2 separate regions of the Mus musculus genome follow, and region 1 is linked to region 2. The links are chromatin contacts, called in public HiChIP or PLAC-seq maps. All regions are on one chromosome and are shown on one strand. The core of a region is the stretch at or near the end of the contact, and the rest is flanking DNA. Distances in the headings are between cores, read along the strand shown.

Evidence for each region. HiChIP or PLAC-seq counts read pairs in DNA pulled down with a chosen protein or histone mark.
Region 1: a contact with region 2 is called in an H3K27ac HiChIP or PLAC-seq map of oligodendrocyte precursor cells, with 5 times the contacts expected there. The contact joins two enhancer-like sites. A contact is called at or near these places in 1 of 15 datasets of contacts at CTCF or cohesin (large pre-B cells), 7 of 484 Hi-C or Micro-C datasets (the G1E-ER4 cell line, Th1 cells, bone marrow-derived macrophages and 4 more), 5 of 115 datasets of contacts at active chromatin or transcription factors (bone marrow-derived macrophages, embryonic stem cells and oligodendrocyte precursor cells) and 3 of 9 other capture datasets (adipose tissue, liver and pancreatic islet).

Annotation. Positions count from the first base shown.
Region 1 is chr15:59,153,275-59,156,255 of GRCm38.p6, forward strand. No RefSeq gene overlaps it. Among named protein-coding and RNA genes, the nearest start is that of Mtss1, 73 kb to the left of the region's middle. Within about 2 kb of position 1,572, at least 79 of the 459 cell types and tissues checked have an H3K27ac peak or open chromatin away from gene starts, as enhancers often do. A contact at or near this core is called in oligodendrocyte precursor cells, where this site is marked.
Region 2 is chr15:58,955,841-58,958,970 of GRCm38.p6, forward strand. It overlaps Mtss1 (MTSS I-BAR domain containing 1), which reads right to left. Exons shown (of 15, transcript NM_144800.2): 8 at 593-750. Among named protein-coding and RNA genes, the nearest start is that of Ndufb9, 24 kb to the left of the region's middle. Within about 2 kb of position 1,296, at least 20 of the 459 cell types and tissues checked have an H3K27ac peak or open chromatin away from gene starts, as enhancers often do. A contact at or near this core is called in oligodendrocyte precursor cells, where this site is marked.

The DNA of each region.
Region 1 (2,981 bases), core at 322-2,821, 200 kb after region 2:
TATTACAGCCCCAATTTGTAAGCACACAGCTCCATGAACAGTGGCCTAGCCATGTTCATCACTTAAACCAAGCATAAGAGCCAGGCCCCTTTCTGGATGAAGGACTGCCGTGAACATTGAAAAGAAACTTGGAGCAAGGAGAGGGTAGTGAAGCTGGTGGAGGTATATATACTATAAAGCATATCACACGGTGTGGTTTATACACCTGCCTCTCCAGCTAGGAGGTGTTCACTCTTCTGTAACCCATGTATGTATCGCAGCATACCTGAAGCAGAAGAGACGTTCAACAGCTTGCTGAAATAACGCTTCCTAAACAGAAGCCTAGGTCCCACCGCCAAAGCAGCAGGTGCCACACATCCCGCCCTCCATATGTACGGTCTTACTGGTTTTCTTATTCATGAATGGGATAATTGCAAAGTGGGCGGATCAATAGCCACCTCAGCGCCATCATTGTGAAGATGGAATGAAATACCAAGTGTGAAAACAAGTCTCTCACCACCCAAACATGAATGAGGGCTCTTACAGAGCAGAGGACAGAGAGCCCACCAGACTCCAGCTCACTGAGACACCTGGCACATTGTCCCTTGAAATTTCACTTGCAAAAAAAAAAAAAAAATCAGTTCAAATTGGCGTCAGGACAGCCACATCCTCGGGAGCTGACAGTTAGCCAAGAGACACTGAACAAAGAGCTGCAGTAATTGTCAGCATCTCAAAAAACAAAGGCTGGGTTTAAGGATCAACCTGAGAGGAGGTCGCTGCGGCCCGGGTTTTAAGGCCTAACAAGTAGGGTTCTAGGAATGTTTTCCAGGGAAACAAAACTGAAGAAGTTTAAGTTTAAGTCCATTCATTTGCAAATTGGCGGTCTAAGGGGCTGAGGTCTTCAGCTGTGGGATCAGGAGGGAATGTAGCAGAAGACTGGTTTGTGGCGACAGTGCCAGGCTGCCAGGTGAGGTCTACTAGGATCTTATACTATTACTCTTAATCTTCAAAACAGGTAATCACCTGGTATTCTTCTCTTCATGGAAAAGTGGCAAAGAGTTCAGGGCCGGACCTGCCCAGTGGTTGGCTGGTACTCCCAGCAAAACAGAAATTTAAACTCAAGGCAGTGTGACTCCAAGCTCCCGGCCAGAGGCAGGGTTGGGTGTGAAGGTTGTCCTTTGTTCTTGATGCTTAGCCCCCTCCTCCCAGCTCCCAGTGCACACGTGTGTCTGGAGGCCTCTTTGGCCTGGTCTGGGGCAGTGTTGTCTGATCACCCTCTCCTGTTCAGTGTGAGGACAGTCAGCTATTTGTCGGAAAGCCAGAGGCAAAAGAGTTCAGACGCCTTTTGCTTCCTGAGTAGGGAGGTGGCTTTGCCCTGTGGGGAGCATCAGTTGGAGGGAGATGAATTTAGCTGCCCTCCCTGGTTGGTGATGGGGGAGGGTCTTGTCAGCCAGAGGATGTAGGCTTAGCTCCAAAAGGGCTTTTGTCTGAGGCTGGGCCTTAAGCCAGAGTGACATTCTTTGGTGCAGGCTGCCAGGCCACCACTGAGTGGGCACCTGCGGGGCAGCTAAGGAAGGAGTGAGGGGCCTGTCTTTCTTCCGCAGAGGAGAGCATGTGGGGATGGAATCTGCCATTTGAGGGTCCCTGTGGTGCTGAGGCTATGTCTGTGGTTGCTCCTGGCTGCAGAAGACATGCCAGGGCCCAGGCAACCCAGGAATGTGGGCAATTAACATTTTAGCTTCTGTCATGTCTGATAAAAATCCCCACAGGATGAAAGGAATCCACTCTATCTTGCAAAGTGCAGCAGAAGAAACCTAAGACCACAGAAAGACCTGAAAGCCTCTGCCACAGCTCCCTGTGAAGAGTGGGTACCACCACCCTTGGCTGAAGACGTGCTTTGTGTCCCCCTGAGCCCTCTGCACAGGTGGGTCTGCCATGTCCCCTGCTGTGGGTGATGGCTGCTGATTCTCACAAAGGCCTCTTCTCTGGGGACTTTCCCTTTTCCTTCAGGAGCCACCCTCAACAGGGAGGTTGCATAAATTATTTGCATCTTGAGGGTCCTCCACTGCAGCCAGTGCCTGACAGAGTACCCTAAGGGGGCAGCAGGCCTAGGGAGTAGTTCACTGTCCAGAGCCCTGTAGGACCAGTCTGAGTTAAGACTTTGACCAACATCACTGACATTAGCTCATCCCTTGCTAGTACTGCTCTCTTGCTCTCCCTCCCCTGCCTCTTCTGTGAGTGTGTGTATGAGTGAGTGTAGTGTGTGTGTGTCTGTGTGTGTTTCTTTGAATGTGCACATAGAAACTAGAGGTTAATGTCAGGATTTTTTTTTCTCTCATTCATCACTTTATTTTTGGAGACAGGCTCTCTCAAGAAAGCCAGAACTTGCTATTTTGCCTAGACTGGCTAGCCATGGTGCCCTGAGGAATCCTCTTGTCTCCACCCTGTCTAGTGCTAGCATCGCAGATGTGCCATGCCCAGCTCGTGTCTGAACTTAGCTCCTCATGTCTGCATGGCAAACACTTTACCACAGAGCCATCTTCCCAAATCTCACCCCAGCACATCCTCTTACATGAGAATCCCAGTACTTGGAGCTGGTGAAGTAAGTGGCTTAGAGGTTAAGAATGCTTCCTGCTCTTCCAGAAGTCCCGAGTTCACATACCACTGGGCACAACTGCCTGTAAACTCCAGTTTCCCAGGATCCGGCGCCCACAGATATCTGCCTGTCTATACATTAAAAAAAAAAATCTTAAAGAAAAAGAAGAATTTCAGTACTTCAGTACTTGTTCTCCTATCTCATGAATACTACTTCTCTCATGAATCCATTTCAGTGAGCAACTCTTGAAGATTCCCAGTATCCCAGATACATTTGCTGTAGGTGAAGACAGCAAGAAAGCAAGTCACTGTAGCTTTTCCGCCAGTGAACTTACAGCCCAGGCTAAGTGGTTCCCAGACTTGATGTTCCCACGTGACACTGGCATCTTCAAGTGTGCTGGGCCACA
Region 2 (3,130 bases), core at 46-2,545:
TGTGGGAGCGGATCCCGAGATGCTTCCGAGGGCTTAAGACACAGATGTGCGGGGTCCCAGGCTTGGAGTCTGAGATACGGTGGGCCTCAGAATGTTCCTATCTAGTTGACAGGTGCTGGCGTCGCCCTGGAACTCTTACCTTAGGATTCTTTCGTTTGTTTGTTTTCTGAGGTAGGGGAAAAAAACAAGCCTCACTCTGTAGCTCTAGGTGGTCTAGAATTTACTGTGCAGCCGCGACTTGCCTAAAATTCACAGCGACCCTCTTGTATCAGCCTCCATGGTGCTGGGATTACAGGCTTGGGCCACCATGCCCAGATAGGGTACACCATAACTCAGTTATAAATAAATAAATAAATAAATAAATAAATAGGCAAGCCCAAATAGGATGAGCATTGCTATGAACTGCGGATAAGGAGTTGGCCACGTGGACATCAGCTCCTCGCTGAGAATCTAATGTGTGGACATGCTTCCGCCATCGAGATTCAAGATAGCAGTAGGTGGCTGTCAGTAGGCTGGTGGATGTATAAATCAAGAAGGAAAGCCCTCCCCACACTACCTAGTTCAAGCCTTCCAGAGGTTTCCATCGACTTACGATCACTGGCCGCAGCATAGAGATGAAGGTGCAGAACCGGCCTCGTTCTTCGATGAGTGCCTTGCGCACAGCCTGCTTCTCCGTTTCCTCCAACAGGAGGTATTTATCGTTGACATCCTGGAGAGCGCTGTCCAACTGAGGCTGGATGTCGCCCCTCCCTGTGAACAGAACAAGGCGGAATGGTCAGCTCGCTGAAATGCCAGCTCCGAGAACAAATTCCCTTCTCTGAAGTCCTCGCTGGAGGCAAAGCACCCTTTGCCAGGACTTAAAAACATTACTCATCGCTCCCAAAAGACTGGAAGCAGCTGCTTTTCCTAGGAGCATCTATTTCCTGTTCCTAACCTCTGAAGGGAGTATTTACTTATCTGGCTGATTTGCCAGCGAGGAGCATCTCCTGCGATGGCTTCCTAGCTTGCAGGCCTTGTGCGAGCCTGCAGACCCCTGTGCCAGCAAACCTCGGGTCACACAGTGACAGCATTCCTTTCTTTGTTTCGTCTGGGGATGGGGAGCAAGGTGTCTAGGGACGCTTCCAAAAATGCATACAAGCTGGCTTTGTCAGGTCCACCTCAGTCAAAGAGCCTTTGTTTAGGCACAAGTTCCAGTCCCTGAAGACAAAGGTAGTTATTCAGCTCCTAGTCCTCGGACCTGGGAATGGTTGGCACTAAGTCCCTAATGGAGGGCTCCAATGCCCTTCCTGCAGAAGGAACCTGGTAACCAGATGTCTATAGTTAGGTCTTTGTTGGTGACAAAATGAAGAACAAACCTACACTGAGCGGAGCCGTATTATTTACTTATCTGGCCACACCACCAGACTCTAGTTATCCGAACAACGTTTTACTGTTTCCAGTAATCAGTTAAGCAACTCTAGAACAGGGATAGCTGTCTGTGTAAATAAAGTTTTATTAGAACACGGTCACACACACTCATTTACATATATGTCCAGGGACCAAGAATATTTGGCCTTTTGCAGAATTAGTCCTGCTGCACTAGTCTAGATCTGACCTGTTGCTGGGGACAGCAGGGTCACACACAGGATACTAGCTCTTAAGCTTCTACCCTGGACCTTTGGCAAAGAGGCTTTACCTACATTCAAGCCAGAGAAAGAATTTCTAAGCTCCTTCAGGGCGAGGTTTTAGCCTTTCCCTGAGATCCCTCACAGTATCTGCATGTGTACACAGCACGTGCTATGTAAGTACTTGCTTCGTAACTTTAAACACAGAACTGGAAGGCGTGTTAGGGTCTTCCTAACTGTTCGGGTTGAAGAGGTCAAACCTTAAGAAGTTGAAGGATTCATCCAAGGTAGAGATCAGGGCTAAGGCCCAAACAGCCTGACTCCCTGAGCCCTTGACCTATCTTCTCTGTCCACTGTCTCAGTGAATGACGAATTCAGTTGCCATTCAGGAAACTGCTAGATCAATCGCCATAGCTGTCCCCTTACAAACCACATGTAAGACAGTAAATGTAACCCATCGTTGGGTGCAAGGACTGGCCAGGCCAGGGAGGCCTACCTTGGCTATATGATATACCCTGTACTTTCTCTCAAACGCAGATGAGAATGTCAAACCTGAATGGAAAATCTTATCAGAACTTCATAAAACTCTACAGACTTAACAAAAGTCCGAGAGAAGAGTGGCCGTGTTCTAGTTAAGAAAGAGCCATTTGTAATTAGTGCATAATAGGAAGATCATATAGAGTCAAAACCCACCCTTGAAAATACTTAATAAGCTCAGAATACACAGTTTTAGACATAAATAACCTTTGCTAGCTCAAGAAAGTACGTAACATACTGTATGTATAACACAGAGCATCTAAGAATGTAAGTGGCGGCCCCCAGCAGTCACCCACTTCCTGAGAAAGTTCCAATATTCTCAGGGTGAGCCGCTCACCCAGTCTTCCACTACCTGTCCCTCCAGAGAGTCCTCTCCCTTCACTCAGCACGGAGGGAACCAGGCACCCAAACAACCTGCCCACCTCACCCACTGCGTTCCCGTGTAGTTAGACAGAGAACACTGAAGCCAGGCTCCCATCCTCCCCTGGGATGGTCCACCAAAACCTCTGCCTCTCACGGATGTCTACCCCACTGGGGCCAAAGTCGAGCTGAGAAAGCAGGGACCATCAATGCTCTGACAACTACAGATTTCCTCTGCTCACAGTGAAATGCTGACTCGTGAATATGTCCACCATACCACCCACTGACGGCCAAGCTCAGAAGCCTGTGGACACCTGCCCCCCCTCTCTCTAGGCTGTAGGACAACGTGGCCCAGCACAGAGATGATGGGGCCTTCCCTTTGTTGCTCAGTCTCTTCTACACTGTCTTAACAGCAAAACACACCAGACCAGACTGTTCTTAACTTGGGCGTTGGTTGGGGAGCCGGGTTGGGATGGGGGTGGGAGGAGGTGGGGCATGCTGGAAGAAAAAGCAGATCTATGTATGAGTTTTTAACCAAACATACTTGGGTATGTTTTGATTACAGAAAAATTCTATTTTTATTTTTTTAAAGGATTTATTTTAATTGTATGTATATGAGAATTTTGCCT